Linked DNA regions of Danio rerio: region 1 is linked to region 2. Evidence: chromatin contacts called from public Micro-C data. All regions are on one chromosome and are shown on one strand. The core of a region is the stretch at or near the end of the contact, and the rest is flanking DNA. Distances in the headings are between cores, read along the strand shown. Region 1 holds the start of LOC141380617 (a long non-coding RNA gene). Region 2 holds the start of plcg1 (phospholipase C, gamma 1).

The links. Hi-C and Micro-C count contacts between places; a contact is called where the count stands out from the background.
Region 1: a Micro-C map of caudal fin shows a contact between it and region 2, with 10 times the contacts expected there. The contact joins the enhancer-like site here to the promoter of plcg1 in region 2. A contact is called at or near these places in 2 of 18 Hi-C or Micro-C datasets (caudal fin and embryo).

What each region holds. Positions count from the first base shown.
Region 1 is chr23:3,271,451-3,279,212 of GRCz12tu, reverse strand. All of the region lies in intron 17 of dhx35 (DEAH-box helicase 35), which reads right to left. LOC141380617 (a long non-coding RNA gene) reads left to right here and starts at 2,279. Exons shown (of 5, transcript XR_012398939.1): 1 at 2,279-2,375. Within about 2 kb of position 5,757, at least 7 of the 62 cell types and tissues checked have an H3K27ac peak or open chromatin away from gene starts, as enhancers often do. A contact at or near this core is called in caudal fin, where this site is marked.
Region 2 is chr23:2,788,148-2,795,138 of GRCz12tu, reverse strand. It overlaps plcg1 (phospholipase C, gamma 1), which reads right to left and starts at 2,454. Exons shown (of 32, transcript NM_194407.1): 1 at 2,223-2,454. The coding sequence starts at 2,439.

The DNA.
Region 1 (7,762 bases), core at 4,508-7,007, 480 kb before region 2:
AATCTCACTTTACACTGATTTAGTATGTTTTAGTGTATTTTAAGATTATTCTGTTGTCATGGGTATAAGCCATCAGTGGTGGACAGATTTGGGGAACTGACATGACTGAAGAAGTTGGGATTTTTTTTCTTCACCCATAGATTGGTCGCCATTGCCGGGAATGGCCACAAAAATGTTACAACTGTTTGTGCCGTTGGGGAAAGCAACTTATTCGAATGATATATATTTGCTTGATTTAATATTAAAAGTTTTGCTGTGTAATATGTTTAAAATTCTGATCTTTAAATTTCTACATGTCCCAAATGTAGTTTGTTTGGTGACAGTCATGCTAGAAGTTGGTGTACTGGCGAAAAATACATCCCTGTCAGATTATGCCTCAACCAGAATAAGGATTATTAGGTGGATTATTGTATTTGGAAGAAAATTGGTTTAAATTAGACAACAAGGTAGCTATTTCAAGCACAGGAAGATTAATGTGGTTGGAGTGTGCTTTTTGGCAATAATAAACACAATACTTGCTACAACTCCAGGTTACCGCTATTCATTTCTATTGCTGCATTCACACCAGATGCAGATGAAGTGTTAGAAGCGAGACAGAAGGTTGGTTAGATAAACAGGATCTAGATTATTTAAAGCTTTTTTAAGTAAAAAGCAATATTTTATTAATACATAACCGCTAGTGTAAGGAGGATAAAATTGGGGAGTTATGGTCATATTTTCTAGACCTGGTAGAACTCTGCAGCTGAATTTTGCACTAACTAAAGTTTAATAATAGAGGAAGCTGGGCAATCAGCGAACAGAGAAATACAGTAATCAACTCTAGAAGTCATAAAAGCATGAACTAACTTTTCTGCATGAGATAGACAGCATGCTTTGTAACTTTGACATATTTCTCAGATGAAAGATTGTCTGATGAATGATGCAATCAAAGCAGTATTCCTACACTCTCAAAATACTTCAATAATTAAATATAAAATATGCAGATGTATAAAGTACACTGTAAAAAACTTTTTGAACTTAATTTGACTTTTTTACTTGTCGTAAAAGAGATAAGTAGACTTTACTTAAACAGTAAATAAACCCATGGTAACTTTGAGTCAATTAAGTCAACTTAATTTTTCTAATTATGGACATATTTCCATAATAACTTCAGTTCAAAAGATTTACTCACTTTTTAAAGTCTAGACATTGTCGTTTATATTTTACTTGAATAATTTGAGTTGATTAGTTACTTAAGTGCTATGTTTGTTGGATTTGTACTTTAAAACACATAAAAAATTATTTTACTTTTGCTTAATTACATTTTAAACGTTAAAATGTTTTATTTTCGGTCAGAAAGAACTCATTTTGGAAATCACTTTGTATTACATATTCTAAATTAATATATTCCCCTTTCTAGTAACAAACCAATTGAATTGCACTGACAGCCAGTTTTATTTAAATTTGATTTATTTGTTAACCAAAAAAAAAAAAAAAAACACACATTCACATTTTATTAATCAGTCCATTTTTTCCCCTGCAAGCTCTGCTTTGACTACTCTCTATTTTTATTTGTGTGTGTGTGCATGGGAGGGGGTTTACAAGAGAGAGCTGGACATAGGAAGCACACAATATGGGCACTTCCTGTTTTCAGCAACAAAAAAGAAGAGCATAAGGGGTGTCCGAGAAAAAGAACAACATCATGCACTACATTTACACAGTACAAGTAGCCTTTGGGCCAACAGCCGTTTACCTATAGACACTGTCTCAGACAGATATTTGAATACACCTAGAAGGAGAAGTCTATTTGATTTCAGATAAGATTATCTGTACTATTAAAATGATAAACAGAATTGCTTATTATTTAAAAAAGCAGTCAGTATTCTGGGTGTGGAAATGTCCGCAATTACATGTTGAAAAGTTTTACCCATCACATTCCTGCTAAAGTGGCCTCAGACCTCATAAGCGCAGTTTTATAGTGGCACACACTCGAAAATTCCCCTAGTGATTGGAATCAGCAGGCAGAGCTTGGAGATTACAGTAACACACATACACACATACACAGAAAACTGTGAATAAAGTTTGTGTTTATGAGTAAAATTAAGAGTGTGCATGAAAAAAAACTCTCTCTTAATTGAACAAACTGATTATAGCAATAAATGAGACACATAAAAAGCTAAAGATAATAAAGTAGACAGTAAGATAAAATTGGCCTGCTATCTTTCCTGTGTCCCCTCATTCACAGTAAATTGGGTTATGACTCATTGCTTTTCCTTGTCTGTTCTTTTCTTCCCGCTAGAGCGTTGGGATCAGGGCACCGCAGTCTGGACGGGGGGATTTCCACTCAGACGAGAACATCAAAACACACATATGGTGAAGCACTACATGATAAAGAGGTGATGACTCCAGATTTGTCTGCGAGTGTGTGCATGTTTTAGCCAAAAACATCAGGCAGCTGATCTGTCGTGTCCCTGTTTTGTGGTGAAGTGTGGGATTTTTTTTTTTTCGTTCTGTTTACTAGCAGCATCAATATAATGATCGCTGCAAACTGGTTTGCTAAACAGTGCCCCCATCTACCATTTAGACAACAGATCGCTCAATAAGGAACTCGTGCCATCGGTGGTTGAGGCAGATGTTGATATTTTGGGCTTTGCAAGCAAACTAAAAATTCTATATCCAAATTACTAATGCAGCAATCTCTGGTTCCTCATTTGACCCTTAAAAGTGAAGTTGCAAAAATAAAAATGAATGTTTTGAACACTCCTCTCCTTTGTCATTGGTTGGGCAAACTAGTCAAGTCATCTTTATTTTTATAACACTTTATAAAGGCCAGAAGAGAGAAGTCATTATTCAGCTCAAATCAGTTTCATACTCTTCCCATGTCAGAGCTGTAAAAATGAATATTTTGCTGAATTAATATATTTACAAATCACAGTTTTCTTCATGGTATGGTATGTTTAGAGCAGGGGTGTCCAAACTCGGTCCTGGAGGGCCGGTGTCCTGGAGAGTTTAGCTCCAACCCTAATCAAACACACCTGAGCCAACTAATAAAGCTCCTACTAGATATCCTAGAACAGTGGTGGCCAACCCTGCTCCTGGAGAACTACCTTCCTACAGATTTCAGTTGCTACCCATATCAAACACACCTGAACCAATTAATTAGGACCTGAACACCATGTGATAATTACAAGCAGGTGTGTTTGATATGGCCACCCCTGTCCTAGAAACTTCCTGGCAGGTGTGTTGAAGCAAGTTAAAGCTAAAATCAGCAGGACACTGGCCCTCCAGCACCGAGTTTGGACACCACTGGTTTAGAGGCATGTAAATTTAAAGTGGAAGCCCCTAGAACAGGGGTGCTCAAACTCAGTCCTGGTAGGCCTGTGTCCTGCAGAGTTTAGCTCCAACTTGCTTCAACACACCTGCCCTGAGGTTTCAAGTATACCTAGGCTGCATTCCAGTGACCTTCACTTGCTGACTTCTCTCCATCATGTTGCCTCAGATGCACGTCATTGATTACATTACAAAAGTGTCTGCTACTAGCTGAATATCTGAATGGGTTTAAATGGGATGCCCTGATCCAGGGGTGTCCAAACTCGGTCCTGGAGGGCCGGTGTCCTGCATAGCTCCAACTTCCTTCAGCATACCTGCCTGGAAGATTGTAGTGAAGGTAAAGAGCTTGATTAGCTGGTTCGGGGTTGAAACTAAAATATGCAGAACACACTGGCCCTTCAGGACCATGTTTGGGCACCCCTGTACTAGAAACTTCCTGGCAGGTGTGGTGAAGCAAGTTGGAGCTAAACTCAGCAGGACACTGGCCCTCCAGGATCAAGTTTGGACACCCCTGCCCTAAACCCTTGAGCACTTGGGAACTACACTATTGTGATGTCATAATCACATTGCACTTGTTGAACGCACTTTAAAATGACACTGAGGATTCCCCGAGGGAACATGGGAAGGGAACTTTGCAAGGGTGTGTCTAAAAGTGGAATGGAACGCTGCCACAGTAGAAGCTTGATTAGCTGGTTTAGTTGTGTCAGTAGTTCAGTAGTTGGGGTTGGAACTCCTGGGCATCAACCCTCCAGGACCAAATTTGGGCATCCCTGCCCTAGAATTTCAGACAAACATGTCTCTCAAGAAGAACTCTTAAGGATCTTAATAAGTAATTTAACTGTGATGATTTAGATTAAATCTTTGGGATTTTAGCTCATCCTGAGTGTTATTGTTACAGTTGTAAACACACAATGGCTTTCTTCTTCCATGAGGGGGGGTTGATGTCATGAGATTATGTCCAGGCAAGACACACATCTCTTTGAAATCAGAATTCAAAACTCTTGAAGTACTTTCCATATTGTAAGCCTAGTGCTTCAGTAGTTTAGATGGGCGTTCTCCAACTAGTTCTTCACTTTCAAGTGAATTTAACATATGATTTACATTTTTCGTAGGCTATGTTACAAACCAAATTTCAAGAGTTTACACTTAGCTGATGATTGATAATAAAGCGTGTTTGGCAAGAGCTCAGAATATCCTCGAGCTCGGGGCTCCCACCCGTTTGAAGGTGAGAGGAGAGTTTGAGCTCAGGTAGGTCCAGAGAACTCCCCTGCTTGTGAACGTGCTGAGATGTATCTGGCTAAGAGTTGTCTTAAGATGCTATTTTGAAGTCAATTTACTTACGGTGCATGTCAAACGGTGGGAGGAAACCAGTAAACCTGGGGAAAACCCATGCAAACACTGGGAGAACATGCACAGAAACGCCAAGGAGAGGGGCAGAACCAGCGGCGTTCTTGCTGTGAGCCAACAGTGCCAACCACTGGGCCGCTGTGCCACCCTATAAGAGAAGGGGAGGAGTAGGGGTGGAAGGGGGGATTCTCAAGACGAAGATGACTAGAGTAGAAAGCTCTGGTTGTTTATAGTGTGTCAGTATTCATCTGCAATATACAGAGCTGATGCGGTACCAGCTGTGTTCAATCATAAGCGCGCAATCCTCTTGAAATTAGTTTATAAATAAACCGCACTTGTGGATTTATTAATTTTCCTTTATTCATCACAGTCCCTTTATTCATCAAGGGACGCCACAGCAAAATGAACCACCAACTTATCCAGCATAGGTTTTACACAGCGAATGCCCTTCCAGCTGCAACCCAGTACTGGGAAACATACACTATGGCCAATTTAGTGTGTTCAATTCAGCTATACGGCTTTACCCACATGTCCTTGGACTGTAGGGGAAAACAGAGCATCAACACACAACAACACAGGGAGAACATGCAAACTCCACACATGAAAGCTATCTGACCCAGCCGGGACTCAAACCAGTGACCTTCTTTCTGTGAGGTGACAGTGCTATCCTCTGAGCCACCGTGTCACCAAATTTGTGGATTAATATTATTATTCTTTGAATTGTTGATTGATTGTGCACATAATCCTGCACCAAGCAAGTCTATGCCACCGTTGTTGGTAAGGCTTCTCAAAGAAACATCAACATTTCTATAACGCCACAGTGTTTACACTTTTCAGGGAAGCTAGGATAGGATAACATTTTAACTTTGAAAGAAAAAACACCCTTCCCCTTTAACCTACTTGTGTTTATTTACTGTAAAACTGTGCGGTTAATACTTGCCAAATGTCTGCTTACACACTCAACTCCAGTTGCCCGGTTAGTTTCCATACCTTTGAAATCACACCCAAGTGTATGTATGTATATGCAAGCATTCCTTCAGGCAGCCCCTCTACAGATGTAGTATTACGGGAAAGCCTGCCGTGCTAAATGGAAAGGAAAGGAGGATGGGAGAGGAAGACTGCTCTCCGATTGATCGGCCGCTCTTCTGTTGGGGGAGGGAATCGCTCCGCTCTAAACTGAGCCGGGGAATGTGAACAGCAATATTACTCATTACACATGATATCCTAAAATGGCTAATTATTGTGACCAATTACCAGGCTAATTTACCAATTATCCATGTGAGCAATCTATTGGCTGAGAAAATCAATAGCCGCTCTCAACTGCAAAAGATAGATGGCTCATGCAGCCTTTCTCTTTCTTCCGTCTCTCTTGCCTGTTCTCTCCGGGCCATGAACCAATCAGTGAGCTAAGTGCAACTATGGCAAATAACACTTGGTGCTGTCTAATGGATCTAGAGCCAATTAAAAGGCTTGGGGAATTTAATGCGTAGTTTGCTGTCTGGAGAGAAGAGTCTGGATTTAAAGAAACAGGTCACTCAAAACAGAAAATTCCACCATTATTTACTAACCCGCATGTCATTTTGAACCCATATTGTGCTGTTTTTCAAAGGCAACACAAAAACATTTTAACAGGTCTGTTCATATGACCGTTCAAAGTAACCCTATCTGTGAAGCCGGTGCTTTGCTTTCAGTAATGCCAATGCAATCTCACGGCTATTCATAACATTTTAATGTAATAACTATCAAAAATGATTCATTTGAGAGTTCATTTGTATATTTTAGGGTGCTTTCACACTAGCACTTTTGGTCCGCACCTGGGTTCATTTGAAATCAGAGTACGACACCTGTACCCAAGTCTGCCTGAAAGAGGTGGTCTGGGGTAGGGTTCACACAAACTCTGGTCTGGTTCACTACTAGTATAAATGCAATCCTACCAAATAACGAAAGTGAACCACCAACAGTACAACAAACTTTCATTTTCATAATGTTCATTCGTGTGTCTGTGTATCACGTACTGCACCTTGCTGACAAGCTGGACTGAGCAAACACAGTGATAATGTCTGCTTGTAGACATCGCGTTATGTTCTGAACGTTTATAATATTTTTTCAGTGGCGCAGTAGGTAGTGCTGATGCTTCACAGCAAGAAGGTCGCTGGGTCACTGGTTCGACCCTCGACTCAGTTGGCGTTTCTGTGTGGAGTTTGCATGTTCTCCCCCTGCGTTCACGTGGGTTTCTTCGGGTGCTCCGGTTTCCCCCACAGTCCAAAGCCATGCAGCACAGGTAAATTGGGTAGGCTAAATTGTCCGTAGTGTATGAGTGAGTGTGTGATGTTTGCCAGAGATGGGTTGCAGCTGGAAGGGCATGCGCTGCGTAAAAAGTTGCTGGATAAGTTGGCGGTTCATTCCGCTGTGGCGACCCCGGATTAATAAAGAGACTAAGCCGACAAGAAAATGAATGAATGAATGAATTCCATGTTTTTTTTTGTCTGAAACGCAGGTCTGAAATTTCCATGTATCTATTTTTCAAATTGCTTGACTAATGCTGGGTCACAAGGATGCTGTATCTTTTTCCCAAGTAAGGCTACCCAGACTGATTTCCAGTCCATCACAAGTCAGTCGATGTGTTTATCTTCAACTATTTAAGAATATTAGAGTGAGGAGTCAGTCAGTGCTGGTAAGATGGTGTTCAACACAGGCTCATTCTGAAAATGTACCGCTATATACATTTCTGGAGAGCGCTAAATAAGTCCCAGGAGGTACGTTTCTTTGCAGTTTTTGTTTTCCTGAATCCTCCAGAGGTCGCTGTGTATGCTTTTTAAGATCTCAAATTTCTCTTACCAGTGCTATTCGTGCCTGTTGCTCTCGCATAATTCCACCAGATAATTCACCTTCGACTGACTGACCGATCGACTGACACACCCTCCTTTTTTCCTTAACCCAACCAATAGTGTTTTCAAAAACACAGATTGACCCGCCCACCCACTTCCCTAAGTCCAACCGACAGTTTTAAAAAGCAATCCAGAACAAGAAAAGCCCTCGCCTGATTTTGAACATTTTTTCATATTTTCCACATTCTCACTCTGTTATTTACTTGTTTGTTTTATTT
Region 2 (6,991 bases), core at 1,205-3,704:
CTCTTTACAGTACAAAAAAAGTTAAATATAAAAAAGTTGTTATTTATAGATTGGGGCTGCACAAGATATGGTTTCAGCATTGATATCGCAATGTGTTCATTCGCAATAGTCACATCGCAAGGTGTTATTTATATGGATTGTTGGTGATTGGATGGATGTTGGCCTGATAGGGCAGCTTTGCTTGGACAGAGGAAAATTAAAGACCTGTTTATAATGATTGAACACCTACAAGACAATATTTCAGTGAATTCCAGTGAAATTTATGACATTTTAAGACTCTTTAAGACCCTGGGAGGATCCTGTTGTTGTTTGTTGATAACCTTTAAACAAAAAATGTCGTCAAAACTTACAATGTTTTAATGATGACACAAAGAATCGAATGTAAAACCCTTCTCTTTGTGTATAAAGCCCTACATGGTCTTGGCCCTCTACATGGTCTTGGCCCTAACTACACTCCTCCAAGACACTTGCGTTCCGCTGATCAGTTTTTATTAAAAGTTCCAAAGGTCCACCTCAAAAGTAACGGCGAACGTGCTTTTGCCATAGCAGGTCTTCACCTCATGAACTCTCCGCCATTAGAACTAAAAAAGGCTTTGTCGCTGCCTATTTTTAAGTCTAAATTAAAGACGCATTTATTTTCTAGATCCTTTGAAGCATAACCGTACGTTCACACCGAAAGCGGCGAGAGCGTCCAAGGTCGCTCTTGCCGCCCTGGCGACAACGCTCTCTGCCTTCAGCTCCGGCGGCGAGAGCGTCAAAACTCGCTACATCGATCTCATATTTAAAGGAGCCGTTGCAGCATTATCAGTTACATTCCTGCATAAACATGTTTCTAGCGTGAAAATGTTGCGCACTTCTTATCAAATTCATATAACAATGGAAGATCAAGTTGCGTGTGGTGTGGCTTTGCTCTACTTATCCAATATGTGTTCATATGTCTGAAATATCCTGAAGCAGCTGTACTGTTTTGTACTGTCACATCGCGTGAGATTCCCGCTATTTTAAGATAAATTTATATATCATTAATGAACATCAGTAACTCGCCAGCAACTTAAAAAATTTAAATTTAAATAATTGGAAATCCGGCGACCGCAATAATCAAACCCTTGGGAACAACTGTGGTCGGAACTAAAGTTCACAGGTCTGTGTTCTCTGAACTCCTATCAAGCGATGGACGTCTTTATTCTGATTGCTTGCCGCCGAACTGCGTCATAGCTTATTACCATAAAGTTGACTTCATTTCAACTCTCCTCGACGCTCACGCCGGCGAAGACGCGCCGCGCTGCTCCTCGCCGCTTATCGCCGCCGGCTCTCATTGAAAATAAATGACTTCCGGCTACTTTGACGCTCTCGCCGCTTTCGGTGTGAACGTACGGTAAGTCCATCCCTTTCAGAATGAGGGGGGTGGGGTGTTGGGAATGGGATCAAAATGGTCTTGTTCTCTATCGTGTTTAGTGTTGGTCAACTGTGGTAGCATCTTTTAATTAGGAAAAAAATGTTTTATTATTATTATTATTTTGTATTTTTATTTTGCTCTTTTATTGATAATCTTTCTATGTTCCTTCCTATTATGTGTTTATTGCTGTTTTTACTGCGTTTATTGCTGTTTTATGCTCATATCATGTGTTATTTTCTCTCTGTAAAGCACTTTGTTGCAGTTGGAAACGTGCTATATAAATAAATACAACTTGAACTTAATAAAACTGATATTTGGACATTACAATGGAGCTGTTTTTTGTTCAGATCCACTAGGTTTTAGTCCTAAAATCAGCATAAATCCACAGAGAATTCTGCGCAGGAAGAGCATATAAATGTCAGCACACTCAAAAGATTAAGTTTGCTCTTTGTTCAAGCTACTTATTTTAAATAAGCTGAAACAACACCACTCTTGAGGGTTTTTTCTCAATGGTTTTATGTTCGATCAACTTAAATTAGTGAAAACTAATGAGTTAAGTTAATTCCTTTACGTCGTCCCAACACAAATTGATTGTGTGGAGCCCAGCACTTCTACAGTGCAGACTCAGTCTGGCCCTGCCCGGGAGTAAAGAAAGAGAAGAGGAGGAGGAGGAGGGCATGTTTTGTATGTTTTGGTTCTAACAGCTCCAGTCATGGACAACACAACAAAAACGAGCCCCAGAAAACTGACACACACTTTGGGGCTTTTTAAAAAAAACTGTTGGTTTCTGAATCCAAACCCGCAGCGATTAGCATAGGGAACTTACTTTCGCCATCGATTTTATCCGTTCCTCTGGTCCAGATAATCTGCCTGGTCTCGAGCTTGACTTGAAACGTCCTCCTCTCGGGTCTCTGGGACTTTTTGGAGTAATAGAGCGTGAGTACGGTGCCCAGCTCCAGATCCCGGTACAGATTGTTCACCTCGGTGTCGCTCAGAGCCCAGGGTACAGGTCCATTGGAGGAGAAGCCCGCGCTCGCAGCCATTTCCCCTGTTTGTTCTTCAGTTCCTCTCAGAAACGCTCACAGGACACCTAGCAAAAACAAGCATCAGAAACACCACATAAAGCAAATGTAAGGCATAAAGGAGAGCTCACACACACACACACACACACATAGAGAGAGAGAGGCCTGCTGTACAATACATCCACATGTGTACATTCACACTTCACCTATATGCTAATTTATACTTATATATTTAAAAATACACAGTCATTAGCTGTGATTAATGTATTGATTATGAGAGCATAACGGATTATTAATATTATTATATCACACACAAGAACAGCAGATCTTAATCAAAGCTAATCATTCAATTCTAGTATGTTTAAGTAGATTAAATTGAGTTGATCTGACTTATGATGCGTGATTTGCTTCGATATGACCAACAACGCTTTATTTTGATGAGCAAACAACGAGAGAGAGAAAAAAAAATCACAGATTCTGCTTTATTAATAAGAGGTCGTCGTCGCGGTTTTACTCCACAGATGAGAACAGGAAGGCTGTATATGAAGCCACGGAGCAGCGCCTATATTGTTAGCAGAGCTGACGGAGGTGGTGGTGATGATGATAATACTACTAACAGTTACTAATAATAATAAGCCAGGTCTGTTATGTCTCACCGTGTCTGTATGCAGCAGCTCTGTGGACTCGCCGAAAGCAGAAACACACACGCTGACTGTCCGCAATCTCCGCAGGCTCATGTCGTCCGGTGCTCTGCCGTGTTGGCGGATCGGCGCGGTGATCGAGCCGACGGAGAGTTTCTTCTCTCCGCCATGAGCTGCTGAGTGAAGCCCTTCCCCCCACCAGCCGAGCCCTGCAGCCGGGGCAGCAAACGGCCTCTTAAAGACACAGTGCGCACTTTCAGCACTCGCACACTGCCACCTCAAGTGTGTATGGAAGCACAGCAAAATTCCAGTGTTTGGTGAGTTACTTCAAAACTAGTAATTAATTACTAATTAAGCAATTAAGATATCTGGTTTGATAACCTTTCACACGGACACTTACACAAGATGTTTGACGCTCATCAGCATTAAAAGATTTTAATATTTAGATTTTTTTAAACATACAGTATGTCTATTTATATGTATTAACATATATATGGTATAATATTTGTGTCAAATTACACGAAATTAATGACCACTTGTGTGAGGTGTTTGTCATGCAGTGTCTTCTATGGAGCGGGACAGTACATTTGACGTTGTTCTCTCTTCTGGCTGCCGTTATGACCGTACGTTCACACCGAAAGCGGCGAGAGCATCAAAGTAGCTGGAGGTCATTCATTTTCAATGAGAGCCGGCAGTGAGGAGCAGCGCTGCGCGTCTTTGCCGGCGTGGGCATCGAGGAGAGCTGAAATCAAGTCAACTTTATGGTAATGAGCTATGACGCGATTCGGGCGGCAAGCAGTCAGAATGAAGACGTCCACAGGAGTTCAGAGAACACAGATCTGTGAACTTTGGTTCCGAGCACAGTTGTTCCCAAGGGTTTGATGATTGCGGTCGCCAGATTTTCAATTATTCACAATGTTTTCTTACACGAACATGCATTAAAGGGTCACGAAACACCAAAACACATTTTTTGAGCTGTTGACAGTGGTATATGTGTCCCACACTGCTAAAAACACTATTAAGACACCTATATTTCACTAAAAAGTGTAAATTGGTTGTTTTTGCGTTATTTTAAGCAAATTCGTACTTCCTGTTTGAAACGAATTTTTGAAGCTGCGTCACGGTCATGACATAATAGCGTGTATTCCAGCGTGCAGACTGGACGTCTGTGCCAGAGTGTGTCTTATTACGTCTTACAGTGTGATGCATTAATGCATGAGTAAGGCTTGGTTCAAACCAATCAGCGCGCTCTATTGTGCAAGTTCATTAATATTCATTACTGTGTTTACACGACATAGACGCCACGTTGTGTTGGCAAACCAAGCGTGAAGTGTTGCTTTTATAGTTTGCTGCAGTGAAGTTTTGTTTTCTTTTTCTCTCTGTGAGAGCTCAGCTGGCGTCACGTGTGGATTAACAGTGTACGCGACGCTCGACAACAATAACTTACGTGTCTAAGGAGGAACATTGTTTACCTGAGAGCTGTTCTCATCTGCAAACGCTGAGATCTGGATTTGCTTGTAGTCTTCTCTTCATAAAGACGCGGCTCTAGTTGCTGCTGATTGTCCTGTCTCTACAGATTTGGTAAGTGAGCGACTAGTGCTCTTTGTTTATTCAGTTTGTTCGTATCGAACTAATTTAACTATTGCACCGTAACATGTTAGCACCACAACCAAACTTTAACTTCGTGTAGGGTTTTTAACCGCATTTTGTGACCGGAATAACACACGCCGCTTTCTGACGCTACCTGCCGAGAGCATCTAAGTTTCCGGAAAATGCTGAGGTTTTTTTTCTCTCATTCGCCGTGCGGTATCAAACATTGCATGAAAATACACGCTTAGAGCAGATCCTCGAATCAAATATCTCGTTTGTCGCGAGGGACATGAATGAATTCCCTGAATGAAAGAGCCAAACTGCAGTTAAAGTCCACCATTTAATAATTTGGCAAATAATTCCACTACAGATGTCCATGTAGGTTAAACACCATCACTTTCTCATGTGTGTGAGTATTTTGACTGAAACTCGCGCGTGCCCAAATAGACACTCCCACACCCTACCACTTTTCTTCCTCCGACACTCCCCCCTAAACAGAGCTGGACACGCCCACTTTTCTGACTTTTTCCCAAGTAGAGGTGTGAAAACACCCTGCTGAAACGAGGGGGTTTCATGGCCCTTTAAATAAGTTACTGGCGAGTTACAGATGTGCATTAATGTTATATTTATCTTAAAAAAAGCGGGAATCTCACGCGACGTGACGTACAAAACTGCTTCAGGATATTTCAGACATATAGACACATATTTGATAAATAGAGCAAAGCCACACCACACGCAACTTGATCTTCCATTGTTAAATGAATTTAATAAGAAGTGCGCAACATTTTCACGCTAGAAACATGTTTATGCAGGAAAACTGATATGCTGCAACGGCTCCTTTAAATACGAGATCGATGTAGCGAGTTTTGACGCTCTCGCCGCCGGAGCTGAAGGCAGACAGCGTTGTCACCAGGGCGGCCAGAGCGACCTTGGAGGCTCTCGCCGCTTTCGGTGTGAACGTACGGTAAGTCTCACACAAGCAGCAGCATCCCGCTTTCCCTCATCAAGCTAATACGGAAGAAACCAAAATGCAATTTATCGAAATTCTGCTAGTCCCGCTAATTTCTATTGAGCCCACAGTTAAAATGGCCGACTTTACAGCAGAAAAAAAGGTGTTTACAGCCTAGTACAAAGAACGATTTTGGTTCATATAGCTAATATTACCCTTCATGACAACTGTGAGGGAGGTGAATTTATTTATAACTCATCCGTTTAGTTTATATTAGGTTATAATAAGTCTGCATAATTAAGGGAGTGGCCACTTGAGCGACAGCTAGGTCTCCCTGGTCGCCCTCACTTTACCTCAGCTGATCCCGGCTGATTAGCTGCTGAGCTCTGCATATACATCATATTTTTGTGTTGTTTTATGTGGCTTTACACAGTCAATTGCCTTTTAAAATAATTTCTAACAATTTTCAGATGATATGGCATGTTGTGTGTGTAACCCCGATCCTACACTACCCAACCCGCTCTGAGCTGGTCTCAAACCAGCGACCTTCCGCATGGGAGTTGGTTGCTCTAACAAGGAGGCTAAAGACCATGGCCTCTAGCATCTGTCGCTAGAGCATCTCTAGAGGTCAGAGGAGTGAGGTTTACCTGCACAGCACTTACTAGCTGGCCTCCATTACACTCACCCCCCTAAACCTCACTCCCATCCGGGTCACAGCACCAATGTAACCCCGCCGGTCCTACACCACCCAACTTGCTCCGAGCTGGTATCAAACCGGCGACCTTCCGCATGGGAGTCGGCTGCTCTACCAAGGAGGCTAAAGACCATGGCCTCTAGCATCTGTCGCTAGAGCATCTCTAGAGGTTAGAGAAGTGAGGTTTACCTGCACAGCACGTACTAGCTGGCCTTTGTTACATGTGCACTTAATTGTGCTCACAAACCACTCACGTGGGCTCCATTTCCCAGGTGAGTGAAATTATACTTATACATACCATCCTGGATACTACGTCCATATCTTTTACAGTCTGCGGTCTCACACTATTGTTCTCCTTCTTCAGAAAGTCTTGATAACACCATCATGGAGTTTTTATTTTATTATTTCAGCGAATAGGATTGTATTTGAAAGTATTTGTTGTACTCTCCCATTCACGGCGCACTGACTAGTGCCAAATCGTCAACTATGACGACTTCCGCTACTGAGAAACCTCCTAATGTATAGATCGTGAATGAGTCGATACAGCACAATGCATTCTGGGTATTTAGAACAAGGGAGCCTGATTCCTTTTGATCTCTCGGCCTCTTCAGCGTTTTCAAAACGCTTCGTTTTCGGCGCTCGAAAACGTCGGCGTAGTGTGGACGGATGGCGTAACCGTAGCAAAACTTATTCGTTTTC